3 separate regions of the Muntiacus reevesi genome follow, and regions 2 and 3 are each linked to region 1. Evidence: chromatin contacts called from public Hi-C data. All regions are on one chromosome and are shown on one strand. Each heading gives the region's core, a stretch centred on a gene start, on an enhancer-like site or on the middle of the called end of the contact. The rest is flanking DNA. Distances are from core to core; before and after follow the strand shown.

The links. Hi-C and Micro-C count contacts between places; a contact is called where the count stands out from the background.
Region 2: a contact with region 1 is called in a Hi-C map of muscle, with 7 times the contacts expected there. The contact joins the promoter of LOC136146349 here to the promoter of VPS45 in region 1. A contact is called at or near these places in 2 of 3 Hi-C or Micro-C datasets (blood and muscle).
Region 3: a contact with region 1 is called in a Hi-C map of muscle, with 4 times the contacts expected there. The contact joins the promoter of PRPF3 here to the promoter of VPS45 in region 1. A contact is called at or near these places in 2 of 3 Hi-C or Micro-C datasets (blood and muscle).

The regions. Positions count from the first base shown.
Region 1 is chr1:83,071,708-83,075,008 of mMunRee1.1, forward strand. It overlaps VPS45 (vacuolar protein sorting 45 homolog), which reads right to left and starts at 1,334. Exons shown (of 15, transcript XM_065905115.1): 1 at 1,144-1,334; 2 at 370-504. The coding sequence starts at 1,236.
Region 2 is chr1:83,300,072-83,303,539 of mMunRee1.1, forward strand. LOC136146349 (histone H2B type 2-F-like) reads left to right here and starts at 1,748. Exons shown (of 2, transcript XM_065905197.1): 1 at 1,748-2,124. The coding sequence starts at 1,748. LOC136162415 (histone H3) reads left to right here and starts at 270. Exons shown (of 1, transcript XM_065927059.1): 1 at 270-680. The coding sequence starts at 270. The coding sequence ends at 680.
Region 3 is chr1:82,846,354-82,850,015 of mMunRee1.1, forward strand. PRPF3 (pre-mRNA processing factor 3) reads right to left here and starts at 1,584. Exons shown (of 16, transcript XM_065905026.1): 1 at 1,464-1,584.

The DNA of each region.
Region 1 (3,301 bases), core at 84-2,583:
TGAGCCATTAAAGATTCCTAAACATAGATATGAATAAAACGATAAAGACTCAAAACACTGACATAAGTATGTAAGATTAAATGGTAACGGTGTTCAGTGTGATAGGTGTGGAGTTTCATTCAGAATAGAGATGTGGGTCTCAGGGCAGTTAGTGGCTTTGCAAGTAACTGAGAACCTACATAACATCTTGAAGGAAATCTAGCTGTGAGGAGTGACTGAGATATGGAAAGCAGGAAAGTCATGACTGATAAGCCAGTATAATTATGATGCCACAAATGATGATAATAGAAATTTATCTTGTCTTCATAATACTTCCAGATCATAGTGTGCTGTATTTGCCTAAGCAGATGGCAGCTGTTTATGCAGTACCTTGGTAGGTCGAAGAAAACAAATTGCTTTCAGGTGTTTCATGATCTCTCGATTTTGAGAATCAATGCGTTCAAAAAGGTACACTTCCTTCTGGAGAATTTCCGATTGTGTGTATACCATACTCACTATGCCAGTCTGTAAAGAAAAAAATTAACTAATATTATGCTAGTCCAGAATAATAAAAACAAGCAGCAATACCTAAGAGTTAAAAAAAATTTTTTTTCATTAATACTATACTTACTGGGATAACTTAAATACTAACATATGTAATAACATTTACTGAGCATCTAAAATAATAAGTAATGTACCAGAATGAAATGCTCTCTCCGAACACGGACAACCCATAAATTGACAAATAAAAAGTTTCCCACCACCTTAAGTTTTTTTTTTTTTTTAAATTTTGTGACCGATAAATAATAACCTGTCATCTCAGTTTGAGCTCTAATAGCTTTACTTTAAAAACACAACGCTGAGTGGAAATAACAGGACCATCCCAAAGTCTTCCCGGTGGTCTGTCTTATATATAATTTCTTGGCAAGAGGCATTTAGAAACGGATTTCTGATTTCAATCAATTGTTTTGGGTACAAGAAGACTCTGGCAGTAGTGAGAATCATTCAGACTGAAAACCATCTAGGCAAGCTTTATATAAAGCCTTTCAGTTCCATGATGAACTTACAAATCTTTAATTAAATGCTAAACCCTACACTGGCATGGGACCAGCTATTGCAAGGGAGGAGGTTTCCCTCCCAAACACTGAGCAAAAGCAAACTCACCGTCTCTTTATCCATGAGAAGCACTTTCATGCCAGGTCCGCTGTCCTCTATCATTTTGGAAATGTATTGCTTTACAGCAAAAACCACGTTCATGGTGGCGAATTGACAGGTTAGCCCTAAAGCTCTTCCCACCCCCCGTTTTTCTTCCTAAATTAACCCCCGTCCTTTTGGCCGGGTCTCAGCAACTTCCTCCCCGGCCAGCTCTGGCTTCCGGAAGTCCGGGCAGCAGTGGTCTCGGGAGTTGTAGTTCCGCTACGCGGTCCGGGGAACCCAGCTTCCCGACTGGATGCAAGAATTCAGCAGAGACACCCCGCCAATCCCGGACGTGATTCTCGATTCACCTCCAGCCCGGAGGTTTTTGAGGCTTCGATGCTCAGACCCCTCCCTTAACCTCGAGGCCTGGCCGCGGCTTGCCACCCCTCCTGCTGGCTTGGGGAGAAGGTGGCGCCTCGCGGTGTGGAGGAACTTGGCATAAGGCTGGCTCGGATGCACGCACGGCAGAGCTTCGCCGTGGTCGCTCTTTGCCATTAACGCTTTCTTGGGTGGTAGTGAAGGATGAAGGGAAGGGAGGAGGCTTTATGTTCCCCGCAGATGCGCGGCACTTGGAGGGACAGCGTTTGGTAATACCTGCTAAATAGCTCCCGACATTCGTCTTCCGCAGCTTCTTTGGGTCATTAACAAGGCGAGGACGCTGCCCTGCAAAGCGAGGCCCGAAATGATTTTCCGAAGACTGAGGGGCATCGGAAGTTGAACACGTTTGTTGAACAAAAGAACAAAAGGAACAGGATATTCTGGGAGAGGTCTCAGGTCCCCTAGGAGAGCCTGGAGCTGTGGTCTGCCGCTGGAACTCGCAGACTGTGGGTCCAACGGAGCCAGGAACCTCCCAGTTTTGGGACCCTGGGTTTTTGGACTTCGTGGGCTTCAACTCGCCCCGGATACCGGGGACCTGCGATGCTGAAACTGCGGGCAGGAGCAGTGAACAGGGTCAAAATGGGTAGGGATCATGTACTTGGTTGGGCTAATGCAAAGAAGCGCTGGAATTTTAAGGAAAAACTCAAAAATTTTGTTTGAGAAATGACAAAAACTTAACAGAATGAATCTTAAAGTCATCAACTTCCAAAAGTCTGCATTTGTGTTTATACCCTGCGAGTCTTCTCTTCATCATGCCATTTTTCGAAAAGGAGGGTAAATATTAGTTTTCTGCACCTTTGCGTTGGGGAATTGTAAAATCAGGAACATAACAAGAAACAACTGCAAGAAATCAGTGACTGTAATTGCTTGTACATATTTCTACCAAAAAAGTAACCAGTGTTTATTGGACTCACAGTTTAATCAATACATTCAACATCACCAAATCATTATTCTTTCATTCTGTTGTGTGAAGTGTACAGTTAAAATTACACCCGGAGCACGCTAACATGAATCTGGCTGTTAAGCTTATTTTATAAAACTTTGTATACAATTTTCAAATCCTTTACAGGTCAGAAACCGCTTGAAATACCATAGGTTTTTGTCCCCTCTGAAGTTTCTTTCCTTTTCAGCTTTTCTACCGCATAAATAAAACTTCCGTTTTGGCGTTCTTTTCTATTTTTGAGGTACATTTTGCAAGAAAAATTATATTAAAGTGGAAATATGAATCTTTAAATGGATACAAATGAGAGATATCTTAATATCTGAAAATTCTGTTCTTTTTTAAAATGTTATTTGAATTTTTAAATATAATAAATATTTTACTTAAAGTATAATACAATTTAAAATATAGAAAACAGCAAACAATTGTTAATGAAAGAAGTAACTGCAGATCTTGTAAGTTATCAATAGTTGAAAATTCTCTCATGTCATTGGTTTTTGTTTTTTCTTATCTATAGTTTGGTCTTCCTTGGTGGCTCATTGGTAAAGAATCTGCATACATGTGCAGGAGCTATAGGTTCAATCCTTGGTCCAGGAAGATCCCCCGGAGGAGGAAATGGCAACCCACACCAGTATTCTTGCCTGGAAAATCCCAGGGACAGAGGAGCCTAGCAGACTACAGTTCACCAGGTCACAAAGAGTCGGACACAATTTAGCAATTGGACAACAATAGCAACCTATAATTTGAATTTCAATGTGGTTTTAAGATTGTTTTCCATTTTATTCATTTTTCAGAAGAAACAAGGAG
Region 2 (3,468 bases), core at 498-2,997, 230 kb after region 1:
CTTCATAAATTGTTCTTACGAAAGTTAACAGCAATATAAAGAAAAGGCATTTAAAAAGAGATCTGTGATAAGATTATAGAAAAGGGCTGGAAAAGGGAGGTCGTATGTGAAGAGACTAGCATTACAATCTTCTGCTCAAATAGGATTGAATTCTAGCCAATGAAATTACAATTTCGGAAATTGCTAGCTTTTCTGGTCCAATCAAGACGAGGCTATGTCTATAAATGAGACTGCCTAGGAGGGCCGCTGAATAAAACCTGTGAGAAACCATGGCACGTACGAAGCAGACTGCCCGCAAGTCGACCGGTGGCAAGGCCCCGCGGAAGCAGCTGGCCACCAAGGCGGCTCGCAAGAGCGCGCCGGCCACGGGCGGCGTCAAGAAGCCGCACCGCTACCGGCCGGGCACCGTGGCCCTGCGGGAGATCCGGCGCTACCAGAAGTCGACCGAGCTGCTGATCCGCAAGCTGCCGTTCCAGCGGCTGGTGCGCGAGATCGCGCAGGACTTTAAGACCGATCTGCGCTTCCAGAGCTCGGCCGTGATGGCGCTGCAGGAGGCGAGCGAGGCCTACCTGGTGGGGCTGTTTGAGGACACGAACCTGTGCGCCATCCACGCCAAGCGCGTGACCATCATGCCCAAAGACATCCAGCTGGCTCGCCGCATCCGCGGGGAGCGGGCTTAAGGCGTACATTTTAAAGTAGACGATCTAAAGGCTCTTTTCAGAGCCACCCACGTTTTCATAAAAAGCAGCTGTACCAGCTTTCACTTTAGTCGGTGAGCTCTATTAAGAGCTCAATGTTAAGAGCACGAATGTTAAGGGTAAAGCGGGTAGGGGCGTTTTAACACGCGTTGAGTGGTGAGGTTATGGAATTAAAGCTGACAGACGCTAGAGGGAGCCCCAGAAGCGAGGTCTAGGCCATTTTAACGAAAACTGCGCTTACAAGCCGGTTTGATTTCTTAGCGCAGAGCTCCAACCTAGATTTCTGAGAAAACTGCAAGAAGCTAAATTCTCTGCCAGTTGTAGCGCTTTCCAAGGTGCTAGTACAAAACGTTAGCACAAATCTGAACACTGAAGAAGGCCGCCATTATGTGGTTACTGTAGGAATGGTAGTCGGTTTCAACTCGATTCTAGTTACTACAATTAGGCCAGGTGTTAGATAAATCCTCGATCCCCGATTAGTTCCTCGGTATTTCACCTGTTAAGAATGGGGACAAGAGCCCTGAGATATGTAGGATCCCATCTTCCTAACTGCATGAGACAGAAGGCGCAAACCGTAAAAAAAAAAAGGGGGGTGGGGTGGGGCGGCTAAGGTATTGTTGCGAAAACCAGAACCAAACTTCCACAAAATAGTACAGAGGAGTAAAACGATGCAAAAATAAGAGAAAGTTAGCTTGTCTTTAGCACGCGCTTCAGATCGCTACTATATACAAGTCAACGAGAAAAAGTGAAAATCATTTAACAAAAGACCCCAAACAGGTGAAACTACATTTACTTAATTTAGTGTGAAACTGAACATTTTGATTGGTTAACAAGACATTTGTTGTAAGAACCACTAAGAAAACGCCAGCGGAACCTTATTTACATGGACTCTGCCTCTCTATGACGACACTGTTGTATATTAACCAATAAAAATGCAGTACTCTGTTAGCCTTCATTTGCATAAAGGCTCTATAAATAACGCGTAAAGGGCTCGGTCTGAGGTAGTTGGTATTGTTTAGTGCAAGCGTGTGGCGTGTGTTCTTGCAAAAATGCCGGATCCAGCAAAATCCGCTCCTGCTCCGAAAAAAGGTTCTAAAAAAGCTGTCACGAAAGTGCAGAAGAAGGACGGCAAGAAGCGTAAGCGCAGCCGCAAAGAAAGCTATTCCGTTTACGTGTATAAAGTGCTGAAACAGGTACACCCGGACACCGGCATCTCGTCCAAAGCCATGGGCATCATGAACTCCTTCGTCAATGATATTTTCGAGCGCATTGCTGGGGAAGCGTCGCGCCTGGCGCATTACAACAAGCGCTCGACCATTACTTCCCGAGAGATCCAGACGGCGGTGCGACTGCTGCTGCCTGGCGAGCTGGCCAAACACGCGGTGTCCGAGGGCACCAAGGCGGTCACCAAGTACACCAGCTCAAAGTAAGGGCGCTCAAAGGACGAAATCGAACATCTACGTTATACACAAAGGCTCTTTTCAGAGCCACTTACTTTACCAGAGAAAGTGGCTGTAAACACTTAAGAATTAGTTGCGTTGGGGGGTCCGTAATTAGGGTCGCGTTTAGATGTGGGGCTAGGTTGGATCAATGGTAAAAGTTGCCCTAGCAATTCAAATTCGAAATGGTCCAGTGGTGCCACCTAATGGTAAGTGTCGTCTTGCTGGTAATGGTGTTCAAGATGATCCCTACCCGCCTAGTCTGAGTTCTAGGTACGGGGGGAGGGGGGCTAACCTACTAAATTTATTTGTTCTTTTATTTAGTAAACGAGCTGGGATTTACTCTCAACGTACAGATAGTGTCTTGAGTTCCCCAATCCTCGCTGTTTACTAATATTAGTCTTTTTTTAAACGTACACCTCTGGGTATCTGTCCCAAGCTTTTGCCAACATAGCCAGGGGTTTTAGTATGTTGGTCTATCAGCAAATCCCAACTTAGCCATCCTCCCCTAACTTCTTAGTCTAGTGACCCTCGACCAGATAAGTTTTCGCACTCCGCCCCCCAACCCGAACCATGGGACGTTTGGCAAATCTGGAGACGTTTGGACTCCAGGGAACTTGGAGGGGTGCTACCTCACTTGGGAGGGTGCTACCGGTGTTCCGTGGGTACATCCTATATAGGGCAGCTTTCCGCCCCCACAGCCCAGAGTTACCTCTTGTGCGTAACGTTGATCCTTGTGATAAGGTTGAGAGACCCAGTGCCCAAAGGCTTCCTTTCCTTCAGGGCTGTATTCCCACCCCCCCCCCCCCCCCCCGCCCTTTTAGGATTTAGTCCTCATTTAGATCAAACATTTTCACCTGTCCTCTGCTTTTGGTGAAAACTGACCAGCACATAATTTACTGTGATTGCCTACATTCCTCCACAGGAAAATAATCTCCTCCAGGGCAAGGACCTTGTCTTAGTTTTGTAACAAACTTCCCTGGTTGCAAGAACCACTTACTAGCCTGCTAAACATACATCCAGGTGCCTGTTCTGAAGTTCCCTGATAAAGTCAGGTTGGGGGTGGGGACTGGGGAGGTGGATTTTGGTATTCTCAGGTGTCTTTTTTTTTTTTTAATGGATTTTGGGGGCATGGTGTATAAAAGGGCACAGTTAACGTGGGATGAATTTCTAAGGCTCTCTCAGAATTTGTGAAACTCAAGACTAATCCTGACAAAGGTTGGATATTTTACCAAATAAAATATACCCTTGAGGCAAAAGGACAAAATCTTAGTTTCCAATTCACTTGACAGTCAAAGTTTTTATATTAATCAAACTTGGGGGAATTTACA
Region 3 (3,662 bases), core at 334-2,833, 230 kb before region 1:
CCTTTATTCTTCTACTTTTTAGCTTAATAGAGAAACCATCATACAAGACTCTACAACAATCTGTTATTTAATGCAAATCAGTACAGTTCTTAAACTATTCATGCTTACAGTCTTATCTCCTACTGAAATCTCAAAACTCTACATGAGCAGAAAGAAAATTTTATTTCCATAATTTCCTCTATACTGTCTAAAAGACAATAAATTAGACTGACCTCAATTCCAAGTTAACCTCCTCCCAGAAGTGCCACACATCAGGGTTCGATCTGGGTGTCAATTTTTCAAGATGTTTTAAGACATCTTTTCCCTAAAAGGTACAGCTTGATTAACTTCTACATTGTTGGCAAGTTTATCCTCTAGAAGACCTATTGCTAAATAATGTATATAATTTTGGTATAACCATATGAAACTAGTAGCTTAAAGTCATGAAACTAGAGGTGAAGTATTTTGTGCCTCAGTGACATGTAATATGAATAAATCTGCAGTGGCTTTATTTACCCATCAGGAGACAGCATATAGTCTATCAATCTCAACATGTTAACAAGAAGCATATTCAGACACCATAGAGTGAAGAGCTCACACACACCTCTACCATTTACCAGTCTTCTGACAAGTAATTCCTCTGAGCCTCAGTTCACTCATCCTACAAAGTGAGGACAACTGTCATTCTTATAAGGCACTTAATTCATTCAATAAATATTTACTGCATACCTAGTAAGTTTCAGGCAGCCTACTGAATGCTGAGAATACACACAACGGTGAACAAGACAGACAAGAATTCTTGCCTTAACAGAATTTATATTCCACTGGAACTGAATCATAGGCTAGAAAGAGTAAACAATTTGAAAATCCAGAGCTACAAGTGGGGCATCACTCTATTAGATGAAACGTGTGCCCAAGCACTATACTAACAAATGTACACAACTTCAACCCATTCCTCCATAAGATAACGTGCAAACTAAACAGCCAGTGGGCAAAATAAAAGTTCCAAACAGTAACGAGCTTTGTCACTAATCAATTGTTCAACAGTAACTGCGTGGGGTAGGGGTGGGGTGTGGTTCTGGTGTGGAAGGAGAGGAAGGCAGAATGATCTCTGAATGAGCAGGCAACAGAATTTAATCTTCTGAAGGATTTTCTTTCTCTGTGTTCTTTGCTACAAGTCGAATTTCATCCTTGAAACTCCCATTCGTTTCTTTTTTGCTCATCCCGTCTCTCTGACCAGCCCCCACTCACCTGTTCTACCCCAACTCCTCATCTCAGTGCGAGTCCCCTCAGCTCGCCCCTTTCCCGCCCCCGCCCTTTCCCTCTCAACAACCTCATTCCAACCCGTTCTCCCACAGAACCTTGTTCTTTGCTCAGCTTCCTTTCCGCTGAACCTTCCCGCCTCTGTCCTTCTCTCGAACTGAACCCTACCCCAAACACTAGGACAACAGGATACCCCCTCCGGGCCCCGGGCCACTACTCACCTCACAAACTTCAGCCCCTGAGACGGAGCCCGAACGTTACACCGGAACCGGAAACCCTCTGGCCGCCCTATGGCCTGCCGTCGCTACCGCCACGGCCGCCGCCACGCCGCGGTCCCACAACGCGTGACGAGGGAGGGTGGGGCCGCCGGTTCGCGCAGCCGTAGTGGCTACTAGCCGCCCAGAGAGGGAGCGCATGCGTAGCGGAGCCCTAAAGTTTTACGTTGGCTAGTTCCTCGCCTCATCGGTTTGCCCAGGTAAAGGTGTGCAACGTTAGTGTTACCTGAAGCATAAATTGGGCTGCCTATAGTACTCCTAGTGTGGCGAATAAGCGCACTACGGTTATGCTAGAACTAAAAGCAGGGCTTCTGCGTTTGGGCTAAACCCGGACTTTCTAGTACAAAGTAAAGCCTCCAAGAGTCGTGATCCCTAGCATTAAGGATCCCTAGCATCCCCTCCTTAGCTATTGTCCGTAACTTAACAGTGGTGCCAGAGATCATGGTACCCCCTCCCCCCTTTTAGTGTTGTTGTTTTTCCCCTTCCATTCTTTCACGGAACAAATAATGACTATCTATTACTATATGTCATGCATCCACTGAGATTCAGTATTACTTAATGATTTAAGCAACAGCACGAGTTTTAAAGCCGTCTGTATTTATATTACAGCTCTCCCACTCATTATCTGTGACATTAGGCAAGTTCCTTAAGCTGTTTCCTCACCTGTAAAAAAAAAAATCCACCTCATAGGGTTGCTGTGAAGACCACAAGAGTCGTCAGAGAGTTCAGTAAAGCTTCTCAGAGAGTTCAGTAGAGCTGCTTGGTATATAACTATATGCAGTTGGTTACATACATGTAGAGTTCCTAAACTTACATGACGAAGTCTAAACTCCTGATTCTAACCACCACCGTCCTCCCCAAACCAGCTCCCAACACAGTCTCCCTCATTTCAGTTAATGGCCACCATATTTTTACAGTTGATGAAAAATTGAAATTATAATGGAGTAATCATAGTTCAAAAAAGATCTTCACGACCCAGATAATCACGATGCTGTGATCACTCACCTAGAGTCAGACATCCTGGAATGTGAAGTCAAGTGGGCCTTAGGAAGCATCACTATTAACAAAGCTAGTGGAGGTGATGGAATTCCAGTTGAGCTATTTCAAATCCTAAAAGATGATGCTGTGAAAGTGCTGCACTCGCTATGTCAGCAAATATGGAAAACTCAGCAGTGGCCACAGGACTGGAAAAGGTCAGTTTTCATTCCAATCCAAAGAAAGGCAAAGCCAAAGAATGTTCAAACTAACACACAATTGCACTCATCTCACACGCTAGTAAAGTAATGCTCAAAATTCTCCAAGCCAGACTTCAGCAATACGTGAACTGTGAACTTCCAGATGTTCAAGCTGGTTTTAGGCAGAGGAACCAGAAATCAGATTGCCAACATCTGCTGGATCATTGAAAAAGCAAGAGAGTTCCAGAAAAACATCTATTTCTGCTTTACTGACCATGCCAAAGCCTTTGACTGTGTGGATCACAATAAATTGGAAAATTCTGAAAGAGATGGGCATACCAGACCACCTGACCTGCCTCTTGAGAAACCTATGTGTAGGTCAGGAAGCAACAGTTAGAACTGGACATGAAACAACAGACTGGTCGAAATAGGAAAAGGAATACGTCAAGGCTGTAATTGTCACCCTGCTTATTTAACTTATATGCAGAGAACATCATGAGAAACCCTGGGCTGGATGAAGCACAAGCTGGAATCAAGATTGCTGGGAGAAATATCAACAACCTCAGGTATGCATTTGATACCACTCTTATGGCAGTTCAGATATTAAAAAATGCAGCTGGGAGGCCATTAAGGATCTGGTTTCAGACACATCCCTTCCTCATTGAGAACTTGAACTTTCTTTGAACTATACCAGACCTAAGAACACCACTAGTCATATTCAGAACAACACATGCCAGCTGCAACTTATGGTCTCAGGGTCTTCCCTTGTAACCATGCGACAATTTGAGCCCCAGCTGACCCTTACTTAACAAGTACCAAGTCAGGACTTGGTACTTTCACTGCTGAAGTCCAGGATCAGAACTAAGATCCAACAAGTTGACTGGTGCAGCCAAAGAACACACAAAAAACGAACAACCTTACTTCTTGCCAGCTCCAATTATAATTTTGATAAATAACTCATGTACCTATA